2 separate regions of the Mustela erminea genome follow, and region 2 is linked to region 1. Evidence: chromatin contacts called from public Hi-C data. All regions are on one chromosome and are shown on one strand. Each heading gives the region's core, a stretch centred on a gene start, on an enhancer-like site or on the middle of the called end of the contact. The rest is flanking DNA. Distances are from core to core; before and after follow the strand shown.

Region 1 (4,886 bases), core at 922-3,421:
AATATGTCGTTTACAATCAAGAGAAAAATACGGAAAGAAGGGAGTTTCATAATAGCATTGTTCTTTTCAGTCCAGCCCAAACATCCCCATCCTACGGTTGAAAAAGATAGCTGGCCAAAAAACAACAACAACAACACTGGGGATAGGGAGCGACGACAGGGAAAGCTTTTAAACTCGGTATTTGAGAAAACTCTCATGGTCTGTCAGAGAAAGGAGGGCTGTGCAGCTTTAAATCACAAGTCCTTCTCTCCCCTTTGTCAAACATCTTCTACTTTACAAGCTCTGAAAAGAAATAAAGAGACTCTTTTGTTTGGGTCCTCCCTTTCGGAGGATGACAGAAAACTGAAAAGGGCACAAATAAACCTGAAAATGAGAACAAAGTGCGGGGTCGCGCCCGGCTGCCAGGCGGCCGCGCCTGGAGGGACACTGCGCGGCCGCGGAGCCCCTCCGCCTCGCGCTCCTGCCGCCGCCGGCAGCGAGCGCAAACCCCGTAACTGCTCCGCAGCTCGCCCCGCGCACCGCCACCCGCCACACAGCGCTAACCAAACTCCGGCGGCAGGCGCCCCCCGGGCACCGCCAGACCCGGCAGGAAAGGGAAGCGCCAGCCGCTCCTTCCCGGGCTCGCGCCGGTCGACGCGGGGACGCCCTCGGGGGGAGAGAGGTCTCTGAGAGGGGGTCCGGCCCGCCGCCCCCTCCCTTCCGCGCTGCTCCTAGACAGGGGAGGCGCGGGGAAAAAACAGACATTTAAATCCCGGGGCCGCCGGCGGAGCTCGCCCGGGCCAGACCAGACGCCGCAACGACCCCGGTGAGCGCCGCGGCCGCCAGCCCGTCGGAGCCCCGAGAAGAGCGGCAGCCGAGTGGCATTAAAATGTAGTCCCCACCCCTCCAATAGAGGGGGCGGGGAGGGGGAGAGAGGAGAAAGAAAGAGGAGCGAGCGGCAGACAAGGGAAGAGGGCAGGGAGAGAGCAGAGTGCGGCCCGGCCGCCGGCTCGCCTCCGGCCGGCATTGTCTGTGCGGCCCGCGCCCCCTCCCCCGCCCCGCACGGCCCCGCCACACACACCCTCCGGCCGGAGCCCAGCCGTCAGCCTGCGCCTTTGTCCACAGCCACCCCCCCAAAAGGACGAGCAGCCCTCCGGGACGTGCTCCCCGGGAGGAAGGCGGGGTATGGAGCGGGCCGGGGGCATCCGACAACCCACCCCGCCAACCCGCCGCGGGGCGAGTCCTGCTGATTCATTTCCCACTCGCGCTGGCCCGTCCGGGGAGACGGAGGCAGGGAGGGGCGAGGAGGAAATGGGCGCTCCGCTCGGGAGGACGGTCCCGGCCGGTGAGGGCACCGGGCGGAGGTGCGGACGCGCGGCCGACTGAGGGGCTGCCCGGAGGAGAGGGGTCGGGCGCCCCTCCCCGAGGGACTGACGGACGGATGGACGGATGGACGGACGGACAGACGGCTCCGCGGCTGCCCCGTGACTCACCGACTTGCAGGACGTTGTCGACGCAGCCGCTCTCCAGCAGCGCGATGCCCCGGCGGAAGGGCAGCCGTGTCTCGTCGCCGCCGTCTGCCACCCCGGCAGCACCCACCGACGGGGCTCCGGCCCCGGCGGCGGCGGCGGCGGCGGCGGCAGCGGCGGCGGCGGCCGAGGTGGCGGCCGGCGAGGACGAGGAGCCGCCGCCGCCGCCCGCGCCGCCAGCGCCGCCGCCCGCGCTGCCGGGGCCGCCGCTGTCGTCGCCGGGGCCGCCCGCGGCGCCGCCGCCGGTGTTGAAGGACGAATACATGCAGATCTCCCGCTCGCTGCGGGGAAAGGACCAGTAAACGATGCGGCGCTGAACCGGCTCCGGGATGCGCTCGAAGCGCTCCTCCACGCGCTGGAACGGCCACTTCTCCGCCACCTTGCGCGCCGCGATGTCCAGCAGCGACTCCGGGCTCTGGGTCTTGCCCGGCGGCAGCAGCCCCAGCGCCGCGCCGCCCCCGCACGCCGCCGCAGCCGCACTGCCCGCCCGCTGACCGGGCCGACAGGCAGAGCTATAGCCGCCACCCGCTCCTCCACCGCCACTGCTGCCCCCGCCGCCGCCGCCGCCGCCCGGCCGGCAGCAGAGCCGTTTCGCGGGAGGAGGCTGCTGTCCGCGCTCCGCCATGACCGCGCCGCTTCTAACCCGACAGCGGAAGTGCCGGGACCCTATAAACGGCACAAGGAAGCGCGACACGCAAACGCCGCGGCGACGCCACGCTGCCATCTAGGGCCAGCCGCTCCTTGTACGGGCACAAGAGGCGGGGTCTCCTTCGTGACGTCGTGGTTGAGGCGGGGCACCGATAGGGGGACCTAGGGCCAGGGGCGGGGACTATGCAAATCGCTGAGCTGAAACATAAATAGAGCACTTCGCGGACACGGGGGTAGCGGGGGCGGCGAGGTTGGGTGCTTGGTGGGTTGTGAGAATGTCAGGCCGCTGTGACGCGGGGGGCGGGGCTCAGGCGGGGTTCCCGCGGGAGAGGACGGGCTGCCGGGCCGGGCCTAAGGTGGGTGGGTCTGTGTGCCCCCTGCCAACTCAACTTCCCCCTCCAAGTCTGTGTTTCCCTTTGATGTCCGGCAAGTGAGGACGGACTTCGTGGATCGAAACGCGGAGGGAAGGGGAGATGGAGGGAGATGAACCCGGGGAAGGGTCCGGGCTAAATGGGGGGCGGGGCCCGCGAGCCAATGCCCCACCCCCCCCCCTTCAGAGCCTGGCAGCCTGGGGAAAAGCCTCTGGGCGGAGGAGGCGCTTTCAAAACAAAGAAATGCGGCGTGGAACCTGGGGGACGGGGGTGGAGAGGAAAGCGGAGGAGGTGCGGCCGAGGCAGCCCGGCTGCCCGCTTCCCCTTGAGTCCGCCTAGGGGAACTCCCCCCACCCCCACCCCAGCCGGGACTGAAGCGCGGAGCAAGAGGGAGGAGGCTGTGTTCGGCGGTTGTTTTCCAGTTCACTTTTGCAGACCCGGGTAGGCAAAAGGAGCGCCCGCTCCGCTGTCCCGCGTGTCTGCAGTGCACCCAGCCCCGATTCCCGTGTCCGCTCTGTTCCGGGGGCCTGTGTGGGGGCCGAGCCAGCCAAAGTGTACCAAAAGGCTCAGACTTCACGGAACCTGCCCCGCAGCCGTACGACGCGCGTCCGGAGCTGGCCGCGGCCTCCCCGCCCTAGCGCACCCTCAGCACGGCGGGCGAAGAAACTGGCCCGCCCGCTGGCGCGGAGCAGGGAACTTGAACCGGCTCAAGTCACCCCGCCGCCGCGCCGCGGAGACCCCGCTCCAGGCCCGCGTGCTCCTGCTCAAGGTGGAAGGTGCACCCGGTCAGTGGATTTAGCAAACACACCTTTGTGAGTACACACGCCACGGGCGCGCGCGCGCGCGCTCATACACACACATACACACACCCCACGGGTGCGCGCTCACAACCCAGCCGGGTGCAGACGCCGGGCGCTCGGCGGCGGTCGGCGGCTGCAAACGCGCTCGGGACGCATTTGGGTCGGGCCCGCCACGGCCCCAGACGCCCGGCTGAGGGGAGCCCAGGCGCTCGGGACGCGCGCAGTGCTCTCCGCCGCGCTGGTGGCTCCCGAACGGCCCTTCCTCTCGGGTACAGGAGGCGTGGGGGCGCGGGGGGGCGAGCGAGCGAAGAGCGCAGCTTGCTAGTGCGAGGGCGCTTGGCGAAGGCTAACCGGCGAGTCCCGGGCTGAACCGGGAACCCTGCGGACATTGTTCGCAGGCCACAGAGCTCGGTCCAATCTGTGTCCTAGCCACAGACTTAATTACCACGTTAGAAACATCCTTCCTCACTCTTCGCCCCACCTTGTTTTTACTGTAAACCGCGTTACTGATACGGTCGCTATTGTCAAAGATAAACCGTCTGTCCTTTGACACTTTCCCGTCTTTTCAGGTTATTGGCTGGTGGTGCCCACTTGCCTGCCTCGTTGCCTGGATTGAAATTAAAGGGGATAGAGCGGTTCTGAGTTTTAAAGAAAATCGCCCAGGGAAGGCCAAGGCTTGGGAGACCTGGATCTGTAGGTCTTGGCTCTTAACTCTTAACTTGGGTCTTAACTATGAAGCCCTAAGCCGCAGGACGGCATGCTTGCAGACTTTCAATCGCTACCTTACTTGTTAGGAAGATTTTGATGACATTATGTTTCTGTGTATTCGTCTGGTCATTTTGGAGTAAAGGCCTGGGCAAAACACTGGAAGAACAGCTTTATAGGCAAATGGGAGGAGAAGGCTCTTTCCTCTAGTTGTCCCACTTCCGGATCTCTTAAAAAATAAAAATAATTTTTAAACTTTTGAAAAACGTAGGTGAGGGGAGAAGAACATAAGTGGAAAGGTAAAATACAATTTGATCTCTGTTCTGTTCTGAAATAACAATCCTAAGACTCAGGCTTGTATAATAGTGTGTAGATTAGCAAGCATTTTCATACATAAACACAGAGTTGTTTATCTGGAAAGTGAAAGGTGACAAAACAGGTGCCCCCAGACAGCATAAATGATTCATTCAGGACCATAGGATGTGTTAATGAAAGAAATTAATTCATACTGAACAGAAAATAGACAACTTTGGAGGTACCTAACTGTAGAGACTTCAATCTTGTAATGAACCAAAAAGAGACTAGATTTAAGGCATCTTCCTACAGTTTAACTAGCAAGTTGGGTTTAACTCTAGTTTAACTCTAATTCAAAGAAGGATCCAGGGCACCTGGGGTGACTCATTCCATTAAGCATCTGCCTTTGGCTCCAGTCATGATCTTGGGGTCCTGCGATAGAGCTCTGCATGGGGCTCCCTGCTGAGCAGCTTGCTTCTCCCTCTCCCTCTCCCTCCTGCTTGTGCTCTCTTTCTCCAGTAAATAAATAAAATATTTATTAAAAACAAAAACAAACAAAA
Region 2 (4,923 bases), core at 2,242-4,741, 160 kb after region 1:
TACTGGATAGGTCTACACGAATATTCTAAAGAATAGTAGTTTTGTGGTTCTTTCTAAGTAAAACAGACTGAATGCAAACTGGCAGAGTAGGACCCATTCAGAAGCTGAGGTGGATGGGAGGATGGGAAACACAGTTAATGATGGCTTAGTCTAATAGTAGTAAAAGCCTAACAGAGGAGTTAGTTGACAGAGATCACGTATGTGTGATGAAGAAGCAAATCAACTGGCAAAGTTGGAGAGAACCTTTTGCACCACACTAGCTCTTTGAGACATGCTGCCACCACCTGGGCAATAAGAAATTCTAAAGTATGGAAAATTTTTGATTGTGATAATCAGTTAATTAACAAAATTAAAAAATATACTTTCATTTTATGAAATCAACATTTTTGACAAGTCTTTGGATATTAAGGAAGAGCAGGGATTTTGGCCAGATGGGTTTAAAATCCTGCTCTACTCCTTTTCCAGTCTCTGATTCCTTATCTGTAAAATGGGTATGAGAACATTATCATTTGGGGTTGTTTAGTCTCAGGATTAGTAATAATAGATCTGAAGCATCTAGTCCAGTATCTGGTATACAGTGAATACTCAATAAAGAGCTTTTAAGAAATTATTATTCTTCAATATGATCTTGCAAATATGTAAAGACCTGATTGTTACTTTTTAAATCAATAACTGTGCCCTTTAAGAAAGGTATTTTCAGGACGCTTGGGTGGCTCATTCAGTTAACTGTCTGATTTTGGCTCAGGTTGTGATCTTGGGGTCCTGGGATAGAGCCTCACATCTGGCTCCTTGCTCAGCAGGGAGGATGCTTATACCTCTCCTTCTGCCCTTCCCCCCACTTGGCCTGCACCTGCATGCACACTCTTTCAAATAAATAAACTCTTAAAAAATATATATATATTTTCATTATGTTTCAATGAAAGGAAGAAACTAATAATAAAATTTAGGGAAGAAACCAATTTCATCAAATTAAGTCAAATATGTGAACTGTTACTGCAGAGAAATAAGCACCAAATGTTGAGCAAGTAGGAAAGTTCTCAAGACCTTTAGTCAAGTTTAGGTTTTTATAATAGAATCTTATTCAGGTTTTACTCATTCATGATTTTTTTTTTCACTCACAATTTTGACACAAGTCAAGGGGAAATGCAACTTTGTACCACCAAAAGAAAAATACTTTTTACTCGGTCCCCAGCATTGCCACCAAAAAAAAAAAAAAAAAAAGACTTTTTAAACAAATGACAGAGTAGGGTTTACCTTCTCAAGAGGAAAAAAAAAAACGGTTAAAATTTTGTAATGTTCTTTTTTTCAAGATAACTAGTGTGATGGGGTGGGAGGCACAACACACTACACAGGAATTATGCAAAGACAAATCCTTAATAGTTAAAAGCTTTGTTAATTTGGCTCAAGTTACATGGGTAAGATTTCTTAAAAATAAACACAAGCAGAGCTTATTTTCTTGTTATTCTAAGTTGGCATTCTTAAAGGCATTTGTGAAAGAATAAAATCCAATTGAGGATCTTTTCAAATAAAGAGTAAGACCTTAAGAAAATTGGATATGTTTCCACTAAATTCCTTGTTCTGCTGCCACTTACGAAGCATAAGTTAGAAAAATGGCCAAGCCCAGTCCAACTGACAAAACCTTAAAGCTGAAAGAACACCAGAGATGACCTAGTGTACGTTACACATAAAGAGGAAACAGGCTCAGAGTGACTTACAGTGTATACACATCAGCAGTTTCACAATTCACAAGACTCCTCACTACAGAATATAGTGCACAGTATCTGAACCAATCTTGATACCATCTTTCATGAAGGCAATGCAGGTTGCATGAAGGGGCTCAGCTGTGGCAACCCCTATTACTCCTGGACTTGCAATCTGTTCTGGAACTGAAAACTAGGTCAGTAGTATTAGGCTGTGAAGGCAGGGTCGAGACTATAGCCAAAGAGCTACAGAAGCTTCTTTCTTATGCACCCTTTTTTGCAGCTCACGTCTCCAGTGCATTTAACAAGGGAAGCAGCAGAGTAAACTACGGGGAAGGCAGTAATTGGGTATGTTGTGTATCCATAATTAAATCAAAACACACACACACCTTGGCCTCTGGAGAGAAGGATGTTAAAATACATCCTGACCCCCTCCTGCAGTTACTATTTGAACCAGTTTTTTAGAGCTCACATAGTTCCCTCTAGCAAGTGAAGTTTTCGGTATACACAATCCAGTGACCAAGTCTGCTTTTTCTGGCTACTACAAGTACAGGTTAGGTCCAAGCAGCACAAGCTCTGAAACCATCATCCAAGTTTTCAAACAAGAATGAGTAAGAAAACAACTGCTGCTAATACAACATACAAACATTAACATATGCCCAACGAACAGTATTTTTGATCACTAGATTATTTGCCAAAAGCCTGTTCCCTGGTAAATAGTAGTTACTGTTGTTATATCTAAACTAGTTATGCATGTCACAGCTTGCTCCTCAAAGAGAACATTCTATAGTCTCTCAAGAATAAAAACCTGCTGTATTTGGCACACAAAAGTGAAGAGGTCTTGCAACATTCTCGGAGGTAGTCGAACAGAGCAGTTTGGTGCAAGCAGTCATAAAATTTGGTCACCAACCAAACCAGAGTTAATCTCTCAGTTCCTGCAGATTAGAAGACAATATTAAGCTCATTCTTTCTGCTTGTTGACTTTTGCAGCCCTTTGTGTACTGAAAGAACAAGTATCTCTGGGAATTCTATGCCCAGTTTATTTATCGAGTACTTTGGGCAAGTACGGTTCATTTCGTGTGTGTGTGTGTGTGTGTGTGTGTGTGTGTGTGTGTGAAATGAGTTAGGTTCTCAAACTAAAAACAAACAGCAAAAATCCCCTCTTCACCCAGAACGGTTGCATTTTTTCCTTAGTAATAAGGTTCGGTGGAGCCACCATGGTCCAGCTGCTTCACTGTGGGCAGTACGTGACGCTTTAACTATTGTCCAACCAGAAGATGAAGAGGGGCAAAGGGTGGAGTGTGAACCGGGAGGAGGAACTCGCCAGGTCCTTCAACAGTCTCTCTGGGACCCTCACCTTGACTTCAGGCGGTTTGCGGAGACCAACTCCTTTCTTGCCGCCGCTCTTCAGTCTGTTTCCAGGGGCTACATACATCACCCACCCGGGCCCGCCATCAACGGTCTGGTTCCAGCAGGGCAGGGCAAGGAGCTGTCTCCCGGCTGACATCTGGGGCAGAAGGCCGGCAGGAAGCCGGACTGCCTCCTGGAAACTGAGTCCACCCACGCCTCCTTCGCTGGCCCCTTCGTCCCGGCAGCAGGCGACGGTCTCGGGCTCCCCGCCAGAGGCCAGACGGGGCGCCGCCACACGCCCGGCGTGGCCTCACCTGCCGCTCCCCGGGTAGCCGGGCGCCGCCCTCCCCCGTCCTCCCCGCCCCCCCCCGCCCCCGCGAGTCCCCGAAGCCCAGGTCCCGGGACCCGCTCAGCAATGGCGCAGCCGGAAACTGGCCCCTCGACTTCCTCAGGCCCACTCGGGGCTGAGGCCGGCCTGTGGGCGGGACGGGAAAGCCGCGGCTTCCGCCTTCCTGCTTCCGGCCTGGAGGTGAGTTGGGAGTAGGGGTCTGAACCCAGGGGCCCGGCCGTGGTGTAGGGTGGGCTGCTGGTGACACTTCTGCCCGCGTTCCCGGAGGAAGTGGCCACGGCGCCGGCGGACTGGGCTGGGGCGGGCCCAAGTCCGGATTCCTGGAAACCACCCGCTTTCCGAGCCCCGCACCTCGGGCTATTGCCCGCTGAGGCCGAGGGGTGCTTCAACGTGGCCCCTGGGCAGGCGGCCGGATGGGATAGTAAAGCAGGAATGAGCAAGCGCGAAGCAGGGATGTCCGGGACGTGCGGATCGCGGTGAAGTACTCTCCGGGGCAGCTTCAGGCGCCGGGCAGGTCTGGTTTGGAGATCAAGCGCGGTCCACCCTTTACGGAAAGAAGAGTGATAACTGATTCCTCCGAGTGTGGAGACACGTGCGTTTGGGTCCGAAATTGAAGTGCACGGGAGCTTTGTGGCCTGTGGACGATAACTTTTCTGTGTTAACGGCTAAAACTTAGCCGCAAACCAGGTCCTTCACTCCCGCGTTACTCTTTTTTGCATATTGCCGTAGTTAACTCATTACCGTGCTGGAGAGGCTTGAAGGAACAGATGGGATCTCTGTGTGGGCCTAAGAATTCAAGGGCAGGGGGCGGAGGCTGGACTCTAACAACATACTAGCGGCACTTCAGTGTTTTCAGTTGAAAATAGAAAGAGACCGGTGGAAGGATATTAAAGCCAGTGGTAGTTTCCTTGAGGTAATGGGATTGTGGCTGATCTATATATTGTTCTGGTTTTCTGTAAAGAACACGAATTGTGTAATAGGGAGACCAAAAATCCTTTAAAGAATTAAGTGAGATGTAGAATTTTTAATTACCTAACCTTACAAGTTAACGACTTTTTTAGTATAAAAAGTTAAAAATCTAGAAATGGATTTGCTGTAACTTATCAGTGAATTGTCTTTTTATATGTCCTTGAGCTTCATAATTTTATTTTTGAAGTAACTTAGTGAAATATTTGTAATTACTCCAATAGGATTTTCTTAGAGTGCCTTTGTAATTGTAGTAATGACTTTCTTCAAATTAGGAAGAAATAGGTATTAAATGTCCATAATGTGCCAGGCAGTTTTACATGTCATTTATAGGTTGCAAGTAGACAGTTTTGAAAGTGTTTTAAAGTTATCCTGAAAGTTGTGACTTAAACTTTTTTTCTTTTATCTTTTCTTTTCAACCCACCCAGTATGTAAAATTTAAACCTTGTCTCACGAGTGTATGGTAGAGCTAAAAAAGAAGACGACAAACAAGCAAGGGTCATCTGAAATTGTAATTGGCCCATTAATAATCCCAGGACAAAGTTGGAAAGAAGTACT

Evidence for each region. Hi-C and Micro-C count contacts between places; a contact is called where the count stands out from the background.
Region 2: a contact with region 1 is called in a Hi-C map of fibroblasts, with 2.2 times the contacts expected there. The contact joins the promoter of SMIM15 here to the promoter of ZSWIM6 in region 1. A contact is called at or near these places in 2 of 3 Hi-C or Micro-C datasets (fibroblasts and spleen).

The regions. Positions count from the first base shown.
Region 1 is chr3:74,279,588-74,284,473 of mMusErm1.Pri, forward strand. ZSWIM6 (zinc finger SWIM domain-containing protein 6) reads right to left here and starts at 2,172. Exons shown (of 14, transcript XM_032336162.1): 1 at 1,473-2,172. The coding sequence starts at 2,133.
Region 2 is chr3:74,434,560-74,439,482 of mMusErm1.Pri, forward strand. It overlaps SMIM15 (small integral membrane protein 15), which reads left to right and starts at 3,492. Exons shown (of 3, transcript XM_032336166.1): 1 at 3,492-3,579; 2 at 4,794-4,923. The coding sequence starts at 4,826.